Regions from separate parts of the Sus scrofa genome. Here region 1 is linked to region 2. The links are chromatin contacts, called in public HiChIP or PLAC-seq maps. All regions are on one chromosome and are shown on one strand. Each heading gives the region's core, a stretch centred on a gene start, on an enhancer-like site or on the middle of the called end of the contact. The rest is flanking DNA. Distances are from core to core; before and after follow the strand shown. Region 1 has its middle 120 kb from the start of ECI2. Region 2 overlaps LOC102162837 (a long non-coding RNA gene).

Evidence for each region. HiChIP or PLAC-seq counts read pairs in DNA pulled down with a chosen protein or histone mark.
Region 1: an H3K27ac HiChIP or PLAC-seq map of skeletal muscle shows a contact between it and region 2. The contact joins two enhancer-like sites. A contact is called at or near these places in 3 of 47 Hi-C or Micro-C datasets (fetal heart ventricle, heart right ventricle and liver) and 1 of 2 datasets of contacts at active chromatin or transcription factors (skeletal muscle).

Annotation. Positions count from the first base shown.
Region 1 is chr7:2,567,520-2,573,339 of Sscrofa11.1, reverse strand. No RefSeq gene overlaps it. Among named protein-coding and RNA genes, the nearest start is that of ECI2, 120 kb to the right of the region's middle. Within about 2 kb of position 4,044, at least 19 of the 83 cell types and tissues checked have an H3K27ac peak or open chromatin away from gene starts, as enhancers often do. A contact at or near this core is called in liver and skeletal muscle, where this site is marked.
Region 2 is chr7:2,474,145-2,479,905 of Sscrofa11.1, reverse strand. All of the region lies in intron 1 of LOC102162837 (a long non-coding RNA gene), which reads right to left. Among named protein-coding and RNA genes, the nearest start is that of ECI2, 31 kb to the right of the region's middle. Within about 2 kb of position 3,580, at least 22 of the 83 cell types and tissues checked have an H3K27ac peak or open chromatin away from gene starts, as enhancers often do. A contact at or near this core is called in liver and skeletal muscle, where this site is marked.

The DNA.
Region 1 (5,820 bases), core at 2,795-5,294, 93 kb before region 2:
AGTTCCTCGGCAGTGATTTTGGGATGAAATCAGTCAGTATGGATACATTTGTTCCAGATTATGTTTTGTTCTTGAACAGCTGGGGAAGATTCTGTTGGGTTGTTTGGTTGACTGAAACGTAGGTTGCCGGCCTGAAATTAAATGAAGACGCCAGAAGTTGTTAGGTGTGTTTACCCGGGGAGGTGGGACAACTGAATGTGTTAACCTGCCTGATCATCTAACCGTGTCCCCAGAGGGGCCCAGAAAAATGCGCCAGGGTCAGAATGCCAGCATCGTTAAAGGGACCACAGCTGTTGCCCACTGTGGACGAGGGAGAAGAGGCAGATTCCAGCTGCCTAAATCGGGGAGGACCGGCCCCCGAGGCAGGGACCAGCAGCAGAGCTGGCGTGTCAGAGGCAGGATGCTGCGACTCCTGGAAAGGCCCGCGGGCCCGAGGGGTGACCTGATCTCCAGTGGGGATGATCAACCATGGGTCTCTCCCTGCGTCCTAAGCTGCCAGAGGAAAGAGTGTCACTGGTGATTCATGTCTCTCTCGAAGCGAGAATCACCTCGACCTCTGGTCCCACGCTTCTCTTGGTAAGCACTGCGCAGGGCTGCAGGGTGCTTGGAGCTGAGCCCGTCACACCCGCATGTGCGTTTGTGTGACAAGCTCGGATCTTGTCAAAGGGCAGGTTCTGGCTCAGCAGGCCTGGGGCGCGGTCTGCGACACTGCAGGCCTCCCGGGCCCCCCGCGGTGCTGATGCTGGCGGGCCACGGCTGGCCCGGGCGTGGAGGAGGGCTGCCCCCTCTGCCCCAGCTCTGCTTCCGTCGGAGCGGCTCCCGCTGGCCAGGAGTCTTCTGTTAGATTTCATTTGAAACAAAAGCAGTTCTAATTTAAAAAGGGTCTAATTTTTTTAAAACACCTGGTCTAAAGATTCCGAAGAAAATGTTGATTAAAAAAAAGAGAGAACTGACCAAGCCGCTGTCCAGGTCCCCTTGTTAAGGGAAGGGGGGAAGGAGTTTTACTTTGGGGATTCCTTTCTGACATAGTTTTCAGTTATTCAAGAAATCATTGTTGGAGTTCCCGTCGTGGTGCAGTGGTTAATGAATCCGACTAGGAACCATGAGGTTGTGGGTTTGATCCCTGGCCTTGCTCAGTGGGTTAAGGATCCGGCGTTGCTGTGAGCTGTGGTGTAGGTTGTAGACGCGGCGTTGCTATGGCTGTGGTGTAGGCTGGTGGCTACAGTTCCGATTAGACCCCTAGCCTGGGAGCCTCCAGGTGCCACGGGTGCAGCCCAAGAAAAGACCAAAAAAAAGAAAGAAAGAAAGAAAGAAATCACTGTTTCGAGGCCCTTCTGTGCAAAGCGCTGTGAAGGCTGAATTTGCCTCATGTCGGATTCGCAAAGTGAAATTCTCCGTCTGCGGCTGTTCTGACCGCGGGAACTGCTCCCCTAAAACTGCGGTCACCTCTGGGACGTCGCAGCCTTCCTCCCCGGGTTGGGGTCCCGGCCGGCATTTCCTTGTGTGTGTGCATTTATGTCAACCTGTCGCTTCATTTCCATCTCCTGCCACAGGGAGGGGGCATCCCTGCCCCAGGCCTGGAGCACCCACAGAACCCTCCAGGTGGCGTTTGAGAGGCCCCTTTGTGAAGGCCACACATGCGTTTGGGTGAAATGTTGAGGCTGTGGGGAAAGGCGGGGAACGTGGCTTCCGAGGAGACTTATCACCTGCGTGTTTGACGTGCGTCTACATTTTGGCAGATGCTGATGGCTCTCAGTTCCCGAGAGACAGACTCTTTGCTGCTGGTTCACCTTCTCTGGGTCGCGATTCCTAACGCGTTCGTGTTCTATCTGTTGCCACCTACTGAAGTTCTTTTCACATTACACCCAGGGCTCCATTTAAATGGCACCTCCTCTGTGATGGCTTGTTGACGGCGGCGTTCTTGTCGGAAATGACTCATCCCTTCTCTGCCTTCTCGTGTCGCTCTGCAGAGGCGCTCCGTAGACTTCGAGTATTAATAACGGATAGTAAATTTTAGAAAGATATTAGACTGTCATCGTTAAAGTAACCCAAACAATTTGGTTAATACTGTCCACTCGATCTGATAAAATACTTAATTAAATTGTGGACCTGCGGCGGGTTTTGGTACTTTTATCACAGCCCTTAACACAGCCAGTCTTAGATGGTGTGCTCTCTTTTTTTTCCTGGCATGTCTGTCATTTTATTTAGTCTTCCTTCCTTCCTGTCTTTTTTCCTGTCTGTCTGTCTGTCTCTTTCTTTCTGTCTTTCTCTCTTTATCTTTTTCTACTTTTTTTATTTATTAAGGCAGAGTTGGTTTACAGTATTGAGCCATCTCTGCTGTGCAGCGGAGTGACCCAGTCGTACGTATGTATACATTCTTTTTCTCATACTATCTCCCATACTCTCCTTTCTTATAGCTTGTGAGCTAATAGAAGGGAAAAGCACATCTATTTATTCTTCACATTAAGCCTAATTATGGCACCGCATCTACAAGCTGTTGAAATGTACAACATGGTAAGTGAAATTTTACAAATTTCTGTGTGAATACAGTTTTCTGAGGGAGGGATCGGTAGCTCTTTAATTCCTTTAAAGAATCTGAGAACCTACAGAAATTGATGATAACCTGTGGCGTAAAGACTCTCACAGTGAGTCTGTTTATGAAGCAAAGCCCCGTTTGTAACACTCCCCACCCGTGCACTCATTCGCAGGTCGTGAGACTTGGATTCGGGGGTGTTTGCTGTGCTTGAAGTGGGCACATGCGTATAGAGTGGCTGGATGATTCTCTGCTGTGGAAAATAGCGGCTCCCTGCTGGCTGGCGCTCTGACCGGGGCCTGTGCAGGACTCGGCACTTCTGCTGGGAGATGAACGGAGGCAGGGAGAAGGGGTTGCAAGCCAGGCAAGGGTTGCAAGCCAGGCTACGTCCTGCGGCTCCCATGGCGCTGACCTGGAGGGGACGCTGGAATTACTGAGCCGGATGAAGTATGGGGGAGTTCCCACCGTGGCTCAGTGGGTTAAGAACCCGACACAGTGTCCATGAGGATGCAGGCTCAATCCCTGGCCTCGCTCATCGGGTTAGGGCCAGCATTGCCTCAAGCTGTGCCATAGGTCGCCAACGTGGCTCAGATCCCGTGACCCACAGCTGCAGCTCCAGTTTGACCCCTAGCCTGGGAACTTCCATGCACCACAGGTGCAGCTGTAAAAAGACAAAGAGAAAAAAATGAGGTTTGGGGATCATTGCTGGCTATCAGTTATCAGTGGACACCGGTGACCTCCTGTCTCCCGTGGCTACTAGTGACTTAACATTGCCTGTAAGCTAAAGTGGCCTCTTTTAATTAAATGTAAAAGATCAAACTCACAAAGACGGATGAGCCTTGTGGCTTGGGCTGGGGTTCTGGCCTGGGGGAGACTCTGGTTGGCCAGAAAGGGCAGGATGCCATTTTCTAGGCTCTGCTCCATGAAGGTACCCCGGGGGGGCTGTCTTTAGGGGAGAACGGTGACTTTCTCAACCAGGAGGGCAGGGGATCCCCGTGAAAGGGGGGGCAGGAGAGTGACAGGGTGTGAGGTCCGAGACCCCTCTGGGGGTCTGCCCTGTGCTCCCCTCCTTACCCCACCCGAAGCTGAAGCACGATGCTCTGTGAGGAGTGAAATCATATCTGGGCGACACACGGTGCTTCTTGGCGAGACGTGTGCTTCCCGGGCTGCTGTCCCGCCCGCCGGCGCTCGGGAGTAAACTTTGCTCGGCGTGGGCTCTGCGACCTGCAGGTTCCAACTTTCGGCTTCCTTCTCCTACTTCCCCCGCCTGGGCGCTCTGCCACGCGCGGGGTGTGAATCCAGGTGGAAAGCAGACGGCCAAGCGGCGACCTCGGCGTAACGGGTCGAATGCTGCTTCTCCCTGCAAAGCGGGAGCGGGCTGGGGAAGGCACTCGTGTGCCTCATTCCCGCTGATTCCTGAGCAAGGGCATCCAGCCACCTCTTCTGCCCTCGTGCTGGAGAGCAGAGAGAAGCACAACTGGGAGTTCTGCCAGAGGGCCCTGGCGCGTCCACGGGCAAAGCCAGGGACTTGCTGCCGTTCAGCTGCACGTGTGCCCGGAGCGTCCGCCCCGCTGAAGAGGGGGAGGCCTGGCTAACAATAGAGCTCTGTCTCTCCCCAAGCTTTCTGGAACAGCGGAAAAGAAGAGCAACCTCGGCTCCTTGAATGCAGCACCACGGTACCTCCCGCGGCGTGGAAGGTACTCGCTGAGTGCTCGAGGGTAAGTGGGCTCTGGGAACCATATAAATCCAGGAACACACGTACACGTGTACACACACACACACACACACACACACACACACACACATGCCGCAAAGAGCTGTTCCTGACAGCAGCACTCTTGGATCCTGTGAGCTGCATAAGGTCCAGCAAAGTTAAGTAACTTACTCAAAATCACACAGCAGCACAGAGAGGGCTGCACTTATTTCTAACTGTATTTGTGTTCGGGGGGCCCACAATTTAGCCAGGGCTGCTGCTGCTTTGGGCCCTCTTTCCACCAATTTTCTTTTGCCCCCCGCAAAAGAAGAACCCAAGGAGAAGAAAGTTTACATGAAGAGAAGCAGAAGAAGAGAACCCTGTTTTCTCATTTTGCTCGGAGATCTCTAAACCCAGAAGAGAATCTGCGTGAGCGCGTGGCAGAGGTGGGAGCCAAGCTCCAGGGCCACACGCCAGGGACGCGGCTTCCAGCCCAAAGTCACGGTAGCCTGTCCTGCTTCCCGCTGCCGTGGGGCCTCAGGTCCAGGCACGCGCTCCCAGCCCCACCGTGGGAGGTGCCAGGAGGAGACAGAGCCTGGCATTCAGGGAGCCTGCAGGCCTGAGCAGCTCTCCTGAAGCTGAGCCGTCGTGCTCAGAGCCCTCGGCTTCCTGCTGGGTTCCGGCCGGAGTCTCTGAAATCAATCGGGTCAAGGTCAAATGGCCAAACTCAGGAACGTGGGTTTAGAGAAGAGAACGGACACCGTGCAGCCGGATCCCAGCTGTGACTCAGCGGAAGTTCTGGACAGAGGAGGCCTTACGGAATGTTCGTGGGTGAGAACAGAACTGCGGTTCGTGGAATGGGCCGGAACGAGTAGACAGCGGGGCTGAGGAGGGCGCTGGGGTGGGGGGGACGTGTGATGTGATGGGGACGCTCCCCCCTCCCCACCCCCCGTGGAGCAGCTCTGAGGACCGTGTGCTTAAGGACCGCCTGCTGGAAGATGCTCGCTTCCCAGTAGGGGCCGGGGCCCCAGGAAGCCTAGCGGGGCGTTTCCCCCCTCGGCAGGGGCCGAGTCTCTGGGCCGGACCCCTAGACTGTGCCTGGCTCCTGGCTTGATGGAGGTGGCACCCGAAGTGGACTGAGGTGGAGGGAGGGCTCCTGGCTTCCAGCCACTGCCAGACTCAGAGAAGCAGAGTTGTGGCAGGAGGGGACAGCTGGCAGGCGTCCCTTGCTGAGGTCACAGCAGCTACCTAGGCGGTGGCCTTGGTGGCCCCCTGACTCCAGGGAGGAGCTGCACTCCAGGAGTGGTGCTGAGGCGGGAGGGACGGGGCCAAAGACGAACATGCCACAGAGACTCTTGTCCTGTGATGATCGCACAGGACGTGGCAGCTGAGGACCGGGGTGAGCCAGGTGTGCCAGGGCCCCCAGGGGCTCCCCTGGCCAGGCAGGACCTTTGGCTCCTGCGACAGCAAAGGGAAAACAGTCACATGCCCACTCTGACCAGGCGGTCAGGGAAAGGGGCAGGAGGGCCCCTTCTGCCAAGTAGATGGACTCCTGCTCTTCTTTCTGTTTATCCTCCCCTGTTAAAGTGTTAAC
Region 2 (5,761 bases), core at 2,331-4,830:
CCTCGGGAATATTTAGCAGGAGACTCAATTTACTAAAACCAAGTGTGGGGCGTGGACCTGAGTTACTCTATTTGGATATCAAAGGAATGGCCACCTCTCAGTTTCTGGTAGACTTGGGGACATTTGGGTTACATTTAATGACTGGATTAATGATAAATAACATTGGTGTCAAAACAGAACACTATGGAGCTTGTAAAGCACTTTCACTTTTTTTGTTTTATCTTTTTAGGGCTGCACCCACGGCATATGGAAGTTCCCAGGTTAGGGGTCGAATCGGAGCTACAGCTGCTGGCCTGCACCACAGTCACAGCCATCCGAGATCTGAGCCACGTCTGCAACCTACACCGCGGCTCACCGCAAAGCCAGATCCATAACCCACTGAGTGGGGCCAGGGATCGAACCTGAGTCCTCATGGATACTAGTTGGGTTCATTACCACTGAGCCAGGACGGGAGCCCCATCAATATTTACTGTATCATCTCACAGATGATGTATTACCATTCAACTTTCCAAATCGATTCCAGTATTTGGAAGAGAATGTATTTTTGTTGAAATAGTCATGGTACAGATATTTAAACAGCACACCGAACACCATCTTTGACTAGAACTACACAGTGGATTTCTTTAATTTGTTCTCTTTACAATAAAGCAAACCTCCTAGCTCATTTGAAATAAGACATTTCAATTGACTTTACCCCTGGCCCTTCAGGACCGTCCTTATTAGAAAGCCTGCTGGCCCTCCCTGGAGGCTCAGCCCCATGGCTTCCGAGCCTCCTCCTCGCCACGCCAAGATGCGTGGGAAGGGAGCAGAGTGGAGAAAAAGAGCCTCAGAAAGACTTCTGGGTCAAAAGAGAAATGCAGCAAGTACTCCGCTTCCCCTGCAAGCCTGAACCTGAAGTTATGACCTCAGCAACGGAGCTCGTGTTTGTGACCAGCAGAGGCATCGTGAAATGTTGGCTGCTTTATCCACAAATGGCCTTATCTGGTTTTTCTTCCCCTAAACTGAAGCTAATTGATCAGTTCGCTCTTCCTCAACGGAGGGTTCCTCTTAAACGTACATTAACTACAAAAGCATTTCCAAGGTTTTGCCCACAGCAACCAAGGGAAGAAGCTCTGTGCCGTCAGCAGGAGATTGGGGGCACGAAAATTGCTACTGGGGACACGTCAGGCTGGTGCCAAGGTGTAGCTTTTTAACGTCAAAAACATGATTCTTATACAAATGTGGAATGAACCTGCCTCACACCTTTGCTGTCTGCATTAATGAAGGAGCTAACAGAACTGGAAAGCTGGTTCAGAGAGAATTAGAGAAACTGGGCTCTGAAAGACAGAAGGCTGTAATAAGACGGCTAGGCTAGATAGAAAGTGGACTGTGTCTCTGCAGGGCAGGAAAACCAAAACTTTTGTCACTCTCGTTTCTAAAGGAGAGAAGTCACATGACTCCCTCCTGGACAAAAACCATTTCCACCTTGTAACTCTCCAAGTCAACGTCTGATTCCCAAAATCTTCAGGTAAGGCGAGTAAATCATAAGTGACATGAAGGGAGGACCACCCTGGACAGGGTTTGACTGACGGCAAGACACCATCATCCTTTTACTTTATCCTAGTTTGGGCTATTTTTTCTTAAGACAGAATACACAAGAGAAGGGATAAAAGAAACTTTAAGTGCGTGGTTGTAAGAATTTAGCCTTTCAACTGATATCCTGCAACAGGTTTCTCTAGGATTTATGTACTTACTGGTGTGTTTTTTGGGGGTTTTTTTTTCTGGCTTTTTAGGGCCACACCTACCACATACGGAAGCTCCCAGGCTAGGGGTCCAATCAGAACCCTAGCTGCCAGCCTCCCCACAGCCACGCCAGATCTTAGCCGTGTCTGTGACCTACACCACAGCTCAGGGCAATGCTGGATCCTTAACCCACTGAGCGTGGCCAGGGATCCAACCGGCAACCTCCTGATTACTGGTCGGCTTCGTTCCCGCTGTGCCACGACGGGAACTCCTTACTGGTGTGTTTTTTGAATTACTTAATTACTGGGGTCTTTGCTCTCCCAGGAGAAAGGACTCTTTATGGAACTATCTCATCTGCTTTCCTTTGCCACCACTGAGGTCTTCAGGAAAGGCAAGGCTTAGCAAGAGGAGGACAAGTTCAGAATATTCAGACCTTTCCCTGAAGCGGTCAAGTATAAAGAACTCAATTATTATGTCTTTAAAGAAAAATACAGGAATAAACCTTCAGGAAAACAGGTGCGGCCAACTGGGGCGGAGGGGGGACTGGTGGGGAGTTATCCTTGGGAGGCATAGTTAATTCATTTGACTGTTTCTAAGAACGTTCCTATCAAAGTCGACTAGGAAAGATGGTTAATAAAAAGCGAAGCGGATGCTCGGGCGGCCCGCGGCATCTGCGCATGCTCTGGATGCTGCCGTGGGAGAAAGGGATGGTTATGACGTCACAGGGAGGTTCCTGGACGTGGCGCACGGGGGTCCCGCCCCTGCTGGGACTCCTCAACCCCGCGCGCCGCGGGCAGCGCTGGTCGGTGAGGGAGAGAGAGAAGCTGCAGCCTGCAGCCGGGCCTGTTCGCTGACCCAGCAGCCTCCCTCCATCTCGTAGGGACATTTGGAGGGAAGCCAAGGCTACCCTGAAAATCAGCAGATCAACACCTGACGCTCAGTGACTGCCTCATGTCCGGGCTGGTTTGGAATCTTAAATCAGAAGCCACAAATGCCAACACATGTCAGCATGGGCAGTCACAGCTCCTGAATGGGTGGCCCCAACCCTGGCGGGGCTGTGGGGCCCAGAGATGCCCGCCTCCCTTGCAAAGTGGGCACCCGCTACTGGGGACGCTCACTGTGGCTATATGGGAACAATGGCCCGAGGTCGCCAAACTTCCCATTGTTTTAAGCTGGACTCTCCATGGATACGTGCCATCTCCTAGTTTTAACCTTGACTCCATTTTTTTGGAAATATCACTGAAAAGAAACAGAGCTGATAGACTGTGGCCTTGGCATTGATGACCCCTTCCTTCTCATATCCAGCATCACCCGTGGTCTCTAAATCCCTCTTCCATCCATCTGGCCCCCATCCCAGATGCCTCATCTGCAGATTATTTTTCTGTCTTGCTTCTTTGGACCAAAGACTCTCGGGCAGACTTTTGATTCAGCGTCTCCTAAGGTCTGCCTTCAAGTCGTCTTTCTTGGCTTAATCCACTGCAGGCCCTGAATGAGTGAGGTTCTACCCTTATGTCTGACCTTGGTGTCCAGAGAACACGCCCAGGCTTGGGTCTGGCATCCTTACTACAGCTTGTATGAGCAGAGGTTCTGAGCTAGAGAGACGTGTGTGTGTGTGTGTGTGTGTGTGTGTGTGTGTGTGTGTGTGTGTAAGAGAGAGTGGGGGGCAGAGGGGCAGGTGTTGGGGAGAGGGGTCTGGGGAGGGAGAGATTAGTAATAAGAATGCTGAATTGAGAGGGATTTGTTCCAAACACAGGTCGGAATAGCATAAAAAGCATATATGAACATAGGAATAACGTGGAGCCCTGAGGATTTGAACTTGACACATCAAAGCTGTTTCCTTAGCCACACTGGTTACTCATTACTAGCAATGGCTCTGGACTCTGGCTGCATGTTACAATGACTCAGGAAGCTTTTATAACATATGGATGACGGGGCACCATCCCCAAAGATTCTGATGCAATTTGTCTGGATTATACGACTTGGCATCTGTCCTTTTTTTAAAAGCCCTCCACTGATCTTAATGTGCCGTAAGTTTACAAACCACAGCACAGGGAGAAGCCCCACAGCACAGTGGTGGATTCTGAAGTCAGCTTTCAAGTGAGCTCCAGGTCAGCCTTCACCCCCTTCCCCCCCCCCAATAGCTGTGTGACCTTAGCCAGCATGCTGTGGGTGTCTAAGGCTTACTCAGTCATGGAAAACCCCAAATCAAGTGCCAACTTCACAAGACTGTGTTGGATGAGGCACTGTTTGCCAAGCACTTAGCAAGGACAGAATGAATTATGGCTGTTTTTGTTACCAGCAGGTATGAAGGAGAATCTGATGACTGTTCATGATTCAACAATACTTTAAATCATCTCATCATTTAAAAATAACACGCTAAGCACCCATATACAATCCTACTCTATAAAATGTATACTCACTGAAAATACCGTTTCAGCAAGTCATTTGGACAATGTCAGAGGCTGCTGTTGCACAAGACCTTCAGGCTTTGTGACCTGTGGACCCCTGGCAAGAAAAAGCTCTTCTGACTCATGTGCTGGGAAGTCATACAAATGAAATGCTCTTGGCTATTAAGTACATGCCACAGTATTGAACCATCCTAGCACTACGGCAAATTCAGATTCCAGTAACAGCGACATGCCCTTGTGGCTTATCAAACTGGCAAAAACCTTTTAACAGCAGCAAGAAGAAATTTTGAATTTTATGCACTAATAGTACGATAGCATGTCGGTGTGCAGTTCTTAGAGAAAATTTAGTGATGTGTATCAAAGGGCTTAAAAATATAGATATCCTTTGGTTCAACAATTTCACTTCTAGAAATTAATCCTAAAGGAAAATAATCAGAGATCCATGAAGTTTCACAATTATCAGTGCTATTTTTTAATAGTAGGACGGTTAAGTGCCAATTGAAATATAAATAAATTATGGTACATCTATATATATTCTATCTCGTGTGGAATATCATATTATCATTTTTAAACCACATTTTCCAAGATTAGCAAATGACGTAGGAAAACACCCATCAAGAACTTTAAGTAAAATATACACCCAAGTAGAAAAAAATTTTAAGGTAAAAATCCAAGATGTTAATAGTGATGGGGAGTTTCCATCGTGGCGCAGCGGAAACAAATCCGATGCGGAACCATGAGGTTGTGGGTTCGATCCCTGGCCTCACTCAGTGGGGTAAGGATCCGGTGTTGCCGTGAGCTGTGGTGTAGGTCGGCAACTGTAGCTCTGATTGGACGCCTAGCCCAGGAACCTCCATATGCTGCGGCTGCGGCCGTAAAAAGACACAAAAAAAAAAATGTAAATAGTGATTATCTTTGGGGGCTGGGATTGTGAGACTTCTGTACTTTTCCATATTTTCTATAATCTGTACTGTTTTTATCATAAGAAATCTATGTTCTAAGAGTTTTAAATATTCCTTTGCCAAAAGCAAACAAAACCAGCCAAAGTCCTTATAAAGAATTCTATTTTAGTGGAGCTGATTTGTGTCTCTAGACCAACATTATAAATTCTATTCCAGATATTTTGAGACAATGAGAGGATCTCTTGCCAACAACACTGAATTTGTTAGAAAAACAAATTCTCCCCCCAGAGGTATATTTTCCAAGAAAAGAGAAACAGGTGTGAGAGTACGTGGGATGTATGTTTCAGATGCTCCTGGGTGTCCAATTGAGGACACCTGGTGGCAGCAGAAAATAAGGGACTGAAGCTCGAGGGAGAGGTTGGGACTGAAGACGTGACTCCAGGCGTCAAGGGCTTAAGGATAAAAGCAGAAGAATGTGATAAGTTTATTCAAAACATATTTGTAAAAGGACTAGGTGGTCGAGAACCAAAATCTGGGGAAAGCCTGGGAAAACGGGAAGGGAAGAGGCAGCAGTGCTGGCAGCTTATTTGTTAACCTCCCCCAACCCCTCCGTGAATGTAAGAAAAGAAACCAGGATGGCAAAACAAAAGGCCCAAGGACAATGTCTACACGGCAACGAGGTTGGCCAGATGCCCCCCAGATTCCAAAAATCCGAGCAGGTGCAGGAAG